Regions from separate parts of the Mus musculus genome. Here region 1 is linked to region 2. The links are chromatin contacts, called in public HiChIP or PLAC-seq maps. All regions are on one chromosome and are shown on one strand. Each heading gives the region's core, a stretch centred on a gene start, on an enhancer-like site or on the middle of the called end of the contact. The rest is flanking DNA. Distances are from core to core; before and after follow the strand shown.

Evidence for each region. HiChIP or PLAC-seq counts read pairs in DNA pulled down with a chosen protein or histone mark.
Region 1: a contact with region 2 is called in a FOXA1 HiChIP or PLAC-seq map of pancreatic cancer cells. The contact joins the enhancer-like site here to the promoter of Snrnp70 in region 2. A contact is called at or near these places in 17 of 39 promoter capture datasets (the 3T3-L1 cell line, the C10 cell line, the HPC-7 cell line and 11 more), 10 of 484 Hi-C or Micro-C datasets (the G1E-ER4 cell line, cerebellum, cumulus cells and 6 more), 5 of 115 datasets of contacts at active chromatin or transcription factors (embryonic midbrain, embryonic stem cells, intestinal villus epithelium and 2 more) and 3 of 9 other capture datasets (adipose tissue, liver and pancreatic islet).

Annotation. Positions count from the first base shown.
Region 1 is chr7:45,535,559-45,542,079 of GRCm38.p6, reverse strand. Plekha4 (pleckstrin homology domain containing, family A (phosphoinositide binding specific) member 4) reads right to left here. Exons shown (of 20, transcript NM_001381849.1): 7 at 4,208-4,423; 8 at 3,603-3,882; 9 at 2,791-2,874; 10 at 1,553-1,600; 11 at 1,169-1,249; 12 at 876-1,025. Among named protein-coding and RNA genes, the nearest start is that of Plekha4, 9.2 kb to the right of the region's middle. Within about 2 kb of position 3,284, at least 174 of the 459 cell types and tissues checked have an H3K27ac peak or open chromatin away from gene starts, as enhancers often do. A contact at or near this core is called in adipose tissue, cerebellum, embryonic fibroblasts and 8 more, where this site is marked.
Region 2 is chr7:45,394,105-45,401,189 of GRCm38.p6, reverse strand. Snrnp70 (small nuclear ribonucleoprotein 70 (U1)) reads left to right here and starts at 5,448. Exons shown (of 10, transcript NM_009224.5): 1 at 5,448-5,681; 2 at 6,375-6,531. The coding sequence starts at 6,385.

The DNA of each region.
Region 1 (6,521 bases), core at 2,035-4,534, 140 kb before region 2:
GTGGCCTGCTGGTGCTAGCACTAGAGCGGGAACATGCCGGGTCATTTTTAATATTTCCTGCAACACAGATCACCTTGTGAGTGAAGCCCTGGGTTCACATATATGTGTGTGTCCATGTATGTGCACATATACATCCACATACATACACACACGTATGTATAACAGAAAACACATTTTAAAAATCATCCTCTAGGCCAGGTGTAGTAGCACAAGCCTTCAATCCCAGCCCTAGGGAAGCAGAGGCAGATGGATCTCTGTGAGTTTGAGACCAGTTTGATTCACATGGTGAGCTCCAGGACAACTCGGGTTACACAGAGAAACCGTTGCCAAAAACAAACAAACAAACAAACAAACAAACAAAAAACCAAAAACCAATGATGATGATGATGATGATAATGGTGGTTATGGTGATGATGATAATCATCATCCCTAAGCTACTAAATTAAGTTTTGTTACAGCTGGGCTCTTTGCCCCGTAGCCTCTATAAAAATCAAGAGTATGGGTTTAAGGAGCCTGTAAGATAGCTCAGTTGTTAAAGGGACTTGCTGCCAAGTCTGATGATCTGAGCTTGGTCCCCAGGACCAACAGAATAGAAGAGACTGACTCCTTCACATTGTCCTCTGGCCCTCACATGGGTGCTGTGGGATACATATATGTGCACTCACATGTGCACACACACACAATACATACATATGCACTCACATGTGCACACACATACACACACACATGTAGTAAGAACACATTTTTTAAACATGATAGATTTAGAGTTATGAGTGGGTTTTGTGACTGCACTGGCATTTCGAGAACAACCCACAGGCCTACGGAATCTCTGCAGTGACCTGCACAAGCCTGGGAGTCTCTTCCCAGATGCTCACCTGAGCCAGGTGACACAGAGCAGCCCTCACGTTCACCAGCCGGTCCTGCAGAAGGCGCTGGCGACCCCAGGCCTTCCCGGAAGCTGCAGCCTCCCTGGTAGCTTGGCCCAGCTGCTGCCGGGTCAGCTCCAAAGCTGCCTCCAGCTGCTCCTGCACAGACCACAGCGATTGGACTTCTGAAGCCAAGAGGGCAAGCGAGCCCCCCAAGCCCACCACAGGGGAAGCATCTCGACCCTGGTGCCTGGGGAGGAATCAAGGGCAGGAGCAGCTAAGGCACATCACCCCTTCTGTACCTTCTCCTCCTGCCTCTTGTCCAGATCCTCCTGTAGCTGCCTCAGGAGCCGGTCCTGCCCACACAGCTTAGTCAACAACGTCTGGGGGGGGGGGGGGGGAGTAGAGACATGTTTATCCATCTCGCCTGGCTTGCCCTGCCCCAGTTCCATCTAGACCAGTGGTTCTCAACCTTCCTAATGCTGCGACCCTTTAACACAGTTCCTCACCTTGTGGTGACTCCCAACTATAAAGTTATTTTGTTGCTACCTCATAACTGTCATCTTGCTGCTGTTACGAATCATAATGCCACTTCAAAGGGCTCGAGACCCGTAGGTTGAGAACTGCTGGTCTAAAACCCTTTCAACTCTGAGACTGCAACAGGGTTTGGATCTGGGAGAACTTACATCTGTCTCCAAGCTCTGATGCAAAGCTGAGTCCACAGGGGGTCCTGGCTAAGAAGGAGAAAATTCCAGGGTCAAAGGTGACTGGCAGGTTCACACTGTCAGTGAGGAGCCAAACACTCTGTCCATGGATAGACTGATTGGCATCCTTCCAAGCCTTAGAAACCTCTGGACTCAACAGCAGGAATCTTAGCTTCCAACAGATTTCAGGAGGCTCAGGACTCAAATAGCCACAGAAAACACTGCAGATGGGAAACAGTGTCCACACAGCCTGCACAGTTAACACATTGAAAACTGGCAAGCTGGGCACAGAGGTGCACGCTTTCTATCCCAGCACTCAGAAGACCAACCCAGGAGGATCAGAACTTCAGGTCAGGGCTGGAGAGATGATGGCTCAGCTGTTAAAAGCACTGGCTGTTCTTTCAGAGGACCTGGGTTCAATTCCCAGCACCCATGTGGTGGCTCACAGCTATCATTTGGGGGAAGAAAGGCATCTATTGGTCTTTCTGAAGCCCAGGGTTCAGGACCCAGCACCTACACCGTAGCCTGCAGTCACCTGCAACTGCAGATCTAGGGAATCCAATGCCTTCCAATTTCCCTGAACACGAGGCATGCAGAAATTACACTAACATACATGCAGGTAGAACGTTTAAATATGTCTATTTAACATAGCAAAGCGGGCTCAGCATTCAGAAGAGTCCTGGTTCCTCTCAGCACTTTTCTCATCCAGTCCCCTAACCTGAACCCATCCGGCCCCTGAAAACTTCCTCCCCCCGCCCCCCCCTTCTCTGGTTTCTGTATAACCTCAGCCATTTTGGCTTCTTGGTCTCAGTCCTCAGCTCCCCTCTTTGCTCCTTCTGTTTTCTCCTCTCCTCTCCTCTCCTCTCCTCTCCTCTCCTCTCCTCTCCCCTCCCCTCCCACCCATCCCTTTCTCTCCCCCATGGCCTCCCTTGAGCCTGCTGGCCTGGTTCAGTCTGGCCTCTTCCAGGTGCCTCTGGCTGTTCTCTCCCTTGTATCTATACTAATAAATCTTCTCGGCTATAGCTAGGATCGCTCATGTCCTCATTTCTTTATTCCATATCTTGCTCTATCAGTCATGGGAAAACAATAAGAGCAGCTACCCAGGGAGCCTCATATCAAGGCTCTTTGGCCAGGAGACAACTATCCTAGGGGAGGGGGGTGCTGAGAAGGTCAAGCAAGAGACGGAATCTACTGGATTCCTGGGGCTGCAGGAGACCTACCAGCAAAATCATGGAGGCCTGGGTCCCAGGAGGTCTTGGGGGCAGCTGGAGATAGGTGGACGAACCAGAGGTGGCCTGGGTAGACTGAAATGCATAGAAACATCTGGTTAAGTCTAGTGGCCCTGGCCATCATCTGAGCTACTCTGGAGGGCTGGGTTTTAGAGTAAGTTTAAGGCCTACCTGGACAACTTAGAGAGACCCTGTCTCAAAATGAGAAGCTAAAAAGAGGACCGTGGAGTAGGTCAGTGGTAAAGTACTTGCCTAGAACAGTCACACACACACACACACACACACACACACACACACATCCTCAACTACACTGGCTACATACACACAGGGTGCTAATAAATGGACTAGCATGGCAAAACCACTAGGGGTTGCTGGAAATTAGCTTCCGATATTCTGGGCTATAAACCCGTGATTCTTAGAGGGATTGTCAGGAGGCTGGCTATGTTGAAACAATAACTGGAATCCAAACTATGCTTTGGCCTCTCAGTTTCAAAGAGAGTGTTCTGGACTACAATACCCACAATACATAGAAGCAAAGGTACGCGAGCACGCGCTACCCCCCCCCCCCCAAAACTCCTCCACACACATCCTGAGACCTGATGGGACGTGGAATCACTATAGGAGCAATGGTACACCCACCCACCCACCCACAGCACCACCATATGGGGGGGGGGGGAGGCGGAGATGACCAGTTGCATTGTGAACTATAATCCCCATAATTCCTGGGAAGCATGACTCAATCACTGGCCTAGAAAGCGAGCCTGGAAGCCTAGTGGGAAATGTAGTCTGCTCCTTTCGAGCACCTGCGTTCTCTGCTCTGGTGTCCGGGGCTGGGGACTCCTGGGTGGCCGTTCTCCGCCAGCTTCAGAGGAAGGTCCTCGGCGTGGAATGGGAGGTCGGGAGAGGGTCTGTCTTTGGGGTCCCCAATCCAGAGGAGGTCGGACATCGATGCGACTCAAAGGAGTATGCGGTCGGGCAGGAAATGAGATGTCTCCTGCTGAGAGAGGGGGTCGCCGGGCCGGGGCAGAGCGAGGACGGGGAAGGCTCAGAGGGGAGGGAGGCCGGGAAAGGGGTGAGAACAACCTGTGGAAAGGAGATAATCGGGAAACTGTGTTAGCCTGAGTTCCTGCTCCCAGTCCATCTCTCTACCCAACAAGAGTATCTGGCTTCCCTGAGTCGCACTGCCCCTCTGCTAGGCAGAGTGGGTGTGTTCCCTTTGGGAATATATGCATCCATTTACCTGCAAAAGACCAAGCCTTGACCCAGGCCTCTGGGGTCCCATCCTTCCCTTAAGCCACGCTTCCAGCTAGCTCCCTCTTTCCTTAGACCTCCAAAGAAGCCTCACTGGGCCAACCAGTCCTTCCCTTGCCCTACCATTAGACAAAGCACCCAAAGGGTTCCTTCTTACTCTGGGCTCCGGGTTCTACGACTCCAGGTGTCAGTCTGCAGATCCACTGTAGAGTTGGGAGTGTGCGTTTCATGTCTGCCAAGACCTCTGGAGAGCCGAGCTACCTCTGGTGATTCTGAGATGCGCCCCTCTTCCCTTCTGTTCACCTCTGGGGGTCCTCCGGGTCCCCCAGGACCTTCCCCAGGCCTGGGACGTGCAGGTGACCTCGGGAGTCCGCTAGCAAGTGAAGAAGAAGAGGGATCTGTTCCTTATTCTTTTTTCTTTTTTTAAGATTTGTTTATTTATTTATTTATTATGTGTACACTGTAGCTGTCTTCAGATACTCCAGAAGAGGGCATCAGATTTCATTACTGGTGGTTGTGAGCCACCATGTGGTTGCTGGGATTTGAACTCAGGACCTTTGGAAGAGCAGTTGGTGCTCTTAACCACTGAGCCATCTCACCAGCCCCTGTTCCTCATTCTTGCTCCTAACAGGACACTGGGTCTACTGGCACAGGACCCAGTGCCCTGATATCTAGGAACTGGGACAGGATGGGAAAGTGCCCAAGACAGTCTGACATTTGGGGGGGAAGTTGAGGGGTGATGGTGATGTTGGGTTTTGTTTGTTTGATTGGTTTTTGTTTTGTTTTTGTTTGTTTGCTTGCTTTTTGAGACAGCACTTCTGTAGCCCAGGCTGTCTCTGTAGCCCAGGCTGTCCTTGAGTTCTTGGTTGAGTTCTTGGTCTTGAGTTACCCAGCATTAGTCTCCCCAGATCGGGAGTGAACCCACTTTTTAAAAAAAAATTTGCTCACAGGGACTGGAGAAATGGCTCAGAGGTTAAGAGCACTGGCTGCTCTTCCAGAGGTCCTGAGTTCAATTCCCAGCAATCACATGGGATCTGATGCCCTCTTCTGGCATGCCGGTGTATATGAAGATAGAGCACTCATATACATTAAATAAATACATAAATCTTAAAAAAAAATTGGCCCACAACAGGAAGGGTCTAAACTCAAGGCCATCTCGGATGAGGACAAATGGAACCCTTGTCCCACAAAACAGCAATCAATCAGGGCAAAGGTGGCACACACTTTAAATCTCAGCCCTGGGGAGGCAAAGACAGGTGGATCTGAGTGCCAAGCCAATCTGGTTATATAGTGAAAACCTGTCTCAAAAAAACCGAAACCAACCAACCAACCATCTAGGCACAGTTCTGTGTCCCTATACTCTAGGAAACTGGGGATCCGAGACAGATGCTGCTGAGAGCTTGTAGGCTGGTCAGCTTGACTAATCCAGCAAGCTTCCAGCCTAATGAGAGACCCTGTCTCATGGTAATAAGGTGGAGAGCAGCAAAGAAGCTCACCTGATGCCCAGCTCTGGCCGCCTCGTGCACTGACCCAGGCATATGAACTTGTACACTTAGATGCATTACACACACACACACACACACACACACACACACACTCACTCATTTTAAAAGTAGGGCTGGGTGTGGAGAGCCTTTTGGGGTGCCGCTTGGCAGGGATCTGACATTGGCCATGACAGGGACATAAACTCAGGCAGGAATCTGACATCTGGGCATGATAAGGAAGGAAGTTTCAGCAAGAATCTAACTCTAGGCTATAATAGGGAAGTGGGGTAAGGCAGGAATTTTAATCTTAGGGTGCAACAAAAGAAGTAGGCTTTAGGCAGGATTTTGGGCTTGGACAAGGAAGTGGGCTCAAGTATTTTGGTCATTATGACAAGTTCTTTTTAAACAACTGTCATGGGAGTAATCATGGGACTTTGCTTTCTGCCCTGTTAGTTCCTAATTGTACTGCTCGCCCTGAATATTTGCATGCAATTAAAATGGTATAAAAAGTGGATTGGGAAAATTTGCCTTCAGTCTCAAAATTGACTGGGGTCAAGTTACAATGTTGTCTAACTGTCTTTTTTCTTTTTAATCCTCACTCCAGGGCTGGAGAACCTGTTGACTGACTGAGCTGGCTTGGTCAGCTGGGGAGGTAGCTCATTGCTACACAGCTGGCTTAAATAAAGTGTGAAACCCTGGCTTCAACCCTCAGTAAATAAACAAGAACTGAGAGATAGATAGCTCAGCAGTTTGCTTGCTTCAGGGCTGTGCTTAAGAGCACTGACTGCTCTTCCAGAGGTCCTGAGTTCAATTCCCAGCAACTACATGGTGGCTCACAACCATCTGTAATGGGATACAGTGCCCTCTTCTGGTGCATCTGAAGACAGCTACAGTGTACTTATATACGTTAAATAAATAAATCTTTCAAAAAAAACAAGAGTGCTTGCTGCCCTTTAGAGGATCCAGGTTCAGGTCTTAGCACCTACC
Region 2 (7,085 bases), core at 4,199-6,698:
GGAACTGGTGCTACAGATGGTTGTAAGCCCCCCCCCCCCCCCAGTGTTTTCTGGAAATCAAACCCAGGACTTCTGAAGAGCAGCCAGAGCTCTTAACTGCTGAACGATCTTCCCAGATCAGCCTGGAATTGAATTCTCACAGCCTCAGTGTCGTTATTTCTAGGGGTCCATGTGCGGGACACTGTGTCCAGATTAAGAGCTTTTTGCCAGGCGGGGTAGCTCATGCCTTTAGTCCCAGCACTCAGGAGGCAGAGGCAGGCGAATTTCTGAGTTCGAGGCCAGCTTGGTCTACAGAGTGTGTTCCAGGACAGCCAGGGCTACACAGAGAAACCCTGTCTCGAAAAACCAAAAAAAAAAAAAAAAAAAAAAAAAAAAAGAGCTTTTTAAGATGCATGGGGATGGTACGCAAGTGCTCTATTCCTGACCCATCCTGTCCACACCCTGCTTGCTGCCCCCTCTCTCTTTTGTTTTGAGGCAAGGTCTTTCAAACCTATTTGATTACATTAAAATACAACATTCCTGGACCATTAGAAGCTTGAGGGAATTCTTTTTTCCACTTTGTATTTATTTTGTTTTTAGACAAGGTCTCACCATTTAATTTGCTGTCTAGATATGGAGACTAGGCTGCCCTTGAACTCACAGAGTTGCCTGCCTGTGCCTCAAGTGTATTAGGGTTAAATACATGCACCACCAAGACGCTCTTTATAATTTTTATTTTTTTATTTGTTTGAGACAGGGTTTCTTTGTATATCCCTGGCTGTCCTGGAACTCGTGTTCTGTAGACCAGGCTGGCCTCGAACTCAGAAATCCACCTGCCTCTGCCTCCCAGGTGCTGGGATTGAAGCCATGTGCCACCACTGCCTGGCAATTTTTTATTGTTTTTAATTATGTACATTGGTGCATGGGGGGGGACACTTGAGTGCAGGTCGTGGTGTGGGCCAGAAAGAGGGCAGAAGATCCTCTGCTCATTGGCAGCTGAGCCCCAAGGATCCTCCTCTCTAACTCCAAACACAGACTTGGTGTTTGTGAGACACCAGATTCGAGCTCTGGACAGCAACCTCTTTTTTAAAAAAATAATTTATTTTATCTTACATGCATAGGCATGAGGGTGTCAGATCCCCTGGAACTGGAATTATAGACAGTTGTGAGCTGCCACGTGGGTGCTAGGAATTGAACTCAGGTCCTCTGGAAGAGCAGTCAGTGCTCTTAACTGCTGAGCCATCTCTCCAGCCTGAGAGGTGCTGTAGTGCCAGGGAAATGTTAGTCATCTCCCAAAACAAACTGGAGCCAATATGAGGCAACTCACAGCAGGGTCTTTATTCTATTTGAGCTAGCTTTCCCCCCCCTGCCATTCCCCTCCACCAACGCATCAGGAAACACAGGACAGTTTTGGTGGTGGGGGAGACCCAAGGCAAGGCTTTACAGTAAGCAGCAAGCGGCAGGGGGCGAGGGGGGGGGGATAAATGTGCAAGCATCTAATTGAAAAGCTACTGTGGCCTTTAACACAATTGGCTGGTGCTGGGAGTCATAAACTTAATTTCACCTCTGCATTGATGGTGATTAGGCAAGGGGTGGGCTTGTAACCTGGGGGTGCAGGTTTGTTGGGGAATAACCTGGAGATGCTGGTCTTGTTGAGGGTGTAACCTGAAGACACTGGTCTTGCTGGGGATTATTCTAGAGACTGGAGCTAGGCTCAGGTTTTGTTGGGGGAGGGGGGGCAACTTGGAAACTAATGCTAGGTACCAGCCTGTAAGTTTACCTGAGTTCAAACTTAGGTCAGGTTCTCTAAAATGAAGTCTGGACTTGGCCTCTTAGTGCCTAATCTTATTGCAACTTGATATGCTATGTTTGTTTGCTATCCCTGGGAAACCTGCCTTTTCTGCAGGACAACAGAGGAGGAGTGGGAGGGGAGGGAGGAGGTGGGAGGGTGTCTTAGTCAGGGTTTCTATTCCTACACAAACATGACCAAGAAGCAGGTTGGGGAGGAAAGGGTTTATTCGACTTACACTTCCACATTGCTGTTCATCACCAAGGAAGTCAGGACTGGAACTCAAGCAGGTCAGGAAGCAGGAGCTAATGCAGAGGACATGGAGGGATGTTACTTACTGGCTGGCTTCCCCTGGCTTGCTCAGCCTGCTTTCTTATAGAACCCAAGACTACCAGCCCAGAGATGGCACCACCCACAAGGGGACCTCCCCCCTTGATCACTAATTGAGAAAATGCCTTACAGTTGGATCTCGTGGAGGCATTTCCCCAACTGAAGCTCCTTTCTCTGTGATAACTCCAGCCTGTGTCAAGTTGACACAAAACTAGGCAGTACAGAGGGTAAACTTCTGTCAGGATGAGGGAGAGTAAATTAATGAAAGAGCCTAGTACCTTGGCACAGGCCTTTAATCTCAGCATTTGGCAGGTAGAGGCAGGTGGCTATCTGTGAGTTCAAGAACAGCCTCATCTAAAGAGATAATTCCAGGACAGCCAGAGCTAAAGAGAAGTCCTGTTCCCAAAAACAAAAACAAAAAACAAACAAACAACACCCCCAGGAAAAAAAATAAACAAATCAACAAAACGTCCTGAGTTTAAATCCCTACCACTTTTATGACCTGGGAGTGGGAGTGTATGTTAGTAGGAGGGCCAGAATTTCAAGGCCATCCTGTAGTGGCTCATAAAGAGATAGAGAAGGGATGTGTTTGGTGGCTTTGCAACCAGGTGTGTGTGTGGGGGTGCCTCTGCGGGCCCATGCTGAGACATCCCTTCCTCCTGAGGGACCAGCCACACGATGGTATAGTATAAAACAGAGTTTATTCAGGGCATGGGGAGGGGAGCTGAGAGGGTAGTAGAGACAGAGAAAGGCAGAGAGAGAAAGAGTAGAGGAGTAGAGGCAGGCCATGAGCACGTGGGGAGAGAGGCAGGAGGGGAAATGGAGAGGGGTGGGGGTGGGGCAGGAGCAAGGGACGGAGGGAGAACAAGAAGGCAAGAGAGGGAGGAGGGGGCAAGCAGCCCCTTTTATAGTGAGTCAGGCACACCTGGCTGCTGCCAAGTAACTGCGGGGCAGAGCCTAGACAAAATGTCAACACACCCTTCACTACATAAGGGTTCAATGCCATCTTGGGTTACCTTGTAAGTTTGTTTTTGTTTTTTGAGACTTGGTCTCTCTGTCATATAGAGATCTACATCTAGACCTGGAACTGGACATGTAGCCCAGACTGGCCTCAAATTCCAGAGGTTCACCTGCCTCTGCCTCCAAAATGCTGGGACTAAAGTTGTGTGCAGCCATGCACTGCAGGTTGGGGTGGAGATCAGAGGTCAAGGCCCCACCGAGTTTTTGGTTTTCCTCAGTCACTCTCCACCTTAATTATCCAGGCCTTTCACTCCACCTGGAATTAAACTCTTGGCGACTGAGAGGAATCCTCCCCTCTCCATCTTTCGTGCTGGAGTTATAGACAGCGCTCTAAGTGCTGAGATTTTTACAGGTGCAGAGGAGGGGCATGTGGGTGAACTCGGCTCCTTATACAGAAGCCATCTCCCCAGCTCCTCTCTTTGTTTTCCTGAGAGAGGCTTCTCTGTAGCACAGGCTGGCCTTTAAACTACAAACCCTGGGTAGTGGCAAATTCTGTAAACCCAGCACATAGAAAGCTGAGTCAGGGGGATTGCCAAGAGGTGAAGGTCAGGGTGGAGAGGACTTTTTTGTAGAGTTGCCCCAGGTTCCATCCCAAACTCAGATAATCTAGGAGCCTGTAATCCCATTAATATGGGAGTGAGATGGACAGGGTTAGCCTGAGCTGCTCTATGGGCAGTGCACTCTAAAGTTTTGTGTGTGTGTGTGTGTGTGTGGTTTTTCGAAACAGGGTTTCTCCATGTAGCCCTGGCTGTCCTGGAACTACTCTGTAGACCAGGATGACCTCAAACTCAGAAATCCTCCTGCCGTTGCCTCCCAAGTGCTGGGATTAAAGGCCTGCGCCACCACTGCCCAGCTTTACTTTAAAAATTTATGTATGTATGTATGTATGTATGTATGTATGTGTATGAGCGCTCTACATGCCTGTATGCCTCCATAACAGAGAGCATAAAACAGAATAGGGCATTAGATCCCATTATAGATAGTTGTGAGCTATCATGTGGTTGCTGGAAATCAAATTCAGGACCGTGGGAGGGAGCAGCCAGTTGCCCTTAACTGCTGAGTCATCTCTCCAGATCCTTCATTGTCTCCAATGAAGAAGAAAGAAACAAAAGAAAGAAGGAAGAAGGAGAAAGAAGAGAAAATGAAAAAGAAAAAGCCTGGAATTGTGTGCTCTATGCCTTTGATCCCAGCACTCTGGAGGCAGAGGTCAGTGGGTTCAAGGTCAGCCTGGTGTACAGAAAACAGGAAATATATATGTGTGTGTGTATATATATATATATACACACACACATATACACACACACACATATATATAAAAAGATAAAATATACATACTGATACAAAATGCAAAGACATCTTTGGCTATGGTGAAACTTTGTCTGAAAAAAAGTAAAGATAAAAACAACAGAACACATTAAAAAGGAAAAGTAGGGGTTGGGGATTTAGCTCAGTGGTAGAGCAAGGCCCTGGGTTTGGTCCTCAGCTCTGAGAAAGAAAAAAATAAAAGACAAAATAAAAAGGAAAAATAATACAAAACAGATTTATCTTTTTCTCTCAACAATATGAGCTCCAGGAAGAAGAGATGACTTTTTTTTAAAGATTTATTCATTTATTATATGTAAGTACACTGTAGCTGTCCTCAGATACTCCAGAAGAGGGCATCAGATTTCGTTATGGATGGTTGTGAGCCACCATGTGGTTGCTGGCATTTGAACTCGGGACCTTCGGAAGAGCAGTCGGCGCTCTTAACCACTGAGCCAAAGAGATGACTATTTTATCATGAGCCAAACGGTGGCTAGCACATACAAAAATTTTGGGAAAGAGTTCTCTCTCTCTCTCTCTTTTTCCTCCCTGTGACAGGGTTTCTCTTTATAGCCCTGGCTGTCCGGGAACTCACTCTGTAGACCAGGCTGGCCTCGAACTCAGAAATCCGCCTGCCTCTGCCTCCTAAGTGCTGGGATAAAAGGCGTGCACAACCGCTACCCGGGCAAGAGTTTCCTGTCAAATCCAACGTAAACGCAAAGACCCTGTTCATGCAGGCACTTTTTGACAGGCTGCGGAAGGATATGCGACGTGGTGCATCACTTAGACGCATGCGCACAAGGTCCGGGAAGTGTAAGGAGAAAGGGCGGACCTTCCATAAGTGTCTCGCGGTCATAGGCGGTTAGCTAGAGCGCGAGGCTGAGACCGACCTAGGTCCGATCACGCATGCGCAGTACGACAGCCGGGCCGCGGATGTTTAGCCATTTCAGAATGAGTACAGTTTTGGCGCATGCGCAGTGCCCCTGGTAAGGCCTGGACTGCTGTGAGGGTGTCGTTTGACTCGTACGGCGCATGCGCATTGCGAAAGGCGGAGGGATTCGAGTCGTCTCCACTCCCAGTTCTGGTCGCGAGCTGAGGCCGCGCGGGTTGTGAGGAGAGGTCTGGTTTGCGCGCGCTGCGCGGACCACCGAAGCTACCTGACGCGGGCGCCGCCGAAGTGGAAGTCGGAGCGGGAGTTTTTGTTTGTGAAGGGCGGCCGCGAGGCCTGAGGCTAACGTCAGGCTGAGGAGAGCGCCGCGCGGTGAGTGAGTGGGTGAATGAGAGGCCTTAACGGGGAGTGGGGCCGCTACCCACAAGCCCTTGCGGGGTTCCCGAACCCTTTCCCCGCTGCTGTGGCCCGTTTCCCGGGTTAGTGCCTTTGACTTCTCCCTCTGCGTCCCCCATCCTTTACCCAGAGTTCTCTGGGCACTCCAGCCTTCTTTCCCTCAGGATCCCCCTCCCCCAATCTCCTGCGGTCCCCTACCCACAGGCCCTTGCGGTTTGTGTGTTGCCTTTTTTTCTCGCCTTTTTTTTTTTTTTTTTTTTTGGTCGCATCCTGGACCTCTACCCATAATTCCTTTCGTCTCTCGGCTCCTAGATATTTTACGCAGAGGCCCCTGGCTTCCTGGATATTATCCTTATGGCCTCCCTTGAAATCCCTACTTCATAATCTTAAAGGTATGAAGCGAGCAACCTCTAGAGCGCGAGGCTTCGACCTGGGTCCCACACCTCCTACTCCTTTTCCCCTTTGTTTTCTGTTACCAGCCTTAAGTTTTTCAGCTCTTACCAAGAGCTTTTCTTCAAGCAGATGTTGGTCACTCCCTTGACCAGGATAGCAGCATCCGTCTCCAAATCTCACACCTGTTTGTTTGTTTGTTTGTTTGTTTTGGGTGAAGGGGGCCTAAAAGAAAGCAGTGCTAAGTAAAGTATGCTAACATAACGTTTCTGGTCTTAGATTTGGCAAGATGACACAGTTTCTGCCTCCCAACCTTCTGGCCCTTTTTGCACCCCGAGATCCCATCCCATACCTGCCACCCCTGGAAAAGCTGCCACATGAAAAACACCATAACCAACCTTACTGTGGCATTGCACCATACATCCGAGAGTTTGAGGTGAGCATGTTGGGAGGGAGGGTTTAGCTCTGGATGGGGCAGGCTACCCTGAGGCATTCGGCTTCAAAACAGTTTTAGTTGTGTGGTTCACACATGTGGCTTTTACGTTTTCTGATCATGTTTTGTGCTTTTGTGTGCATTTTAATTTTTTTAATTATACTTTTGTATATGTGGGTGTATGTGCAAATCTGTGAATGTCGGAGGACAGCTTGAAAGAGGCCATTCTCTCCATCTTGTGGGTCCAAGAGATGAAGCCTAGGTTGTCAGGCGTGGCTGCAAGAGCCTTAGCCTGCAGAACCATAGTGCTAACCTCTTTTCGTTGAGTTTTGAGATACGGTTTTGCTGTGTAGCTTAGATCTTATGGCAGTCCTTTCTCAGTCATGTAAATGCTGCATGTAATGGGTGTGTGCTTCCAGGAGCGGCTCATTTCCTTGTAGGGTTAAGAATATCTTTTGTATGGATGTGGTAGTCCCTAGCCCAAGTGATTGGCCAAATTGGTTACATTGGCAATTGTGTCTCCACCCTGACTCCTAAGTCCCCAGACAGGGTTTCTC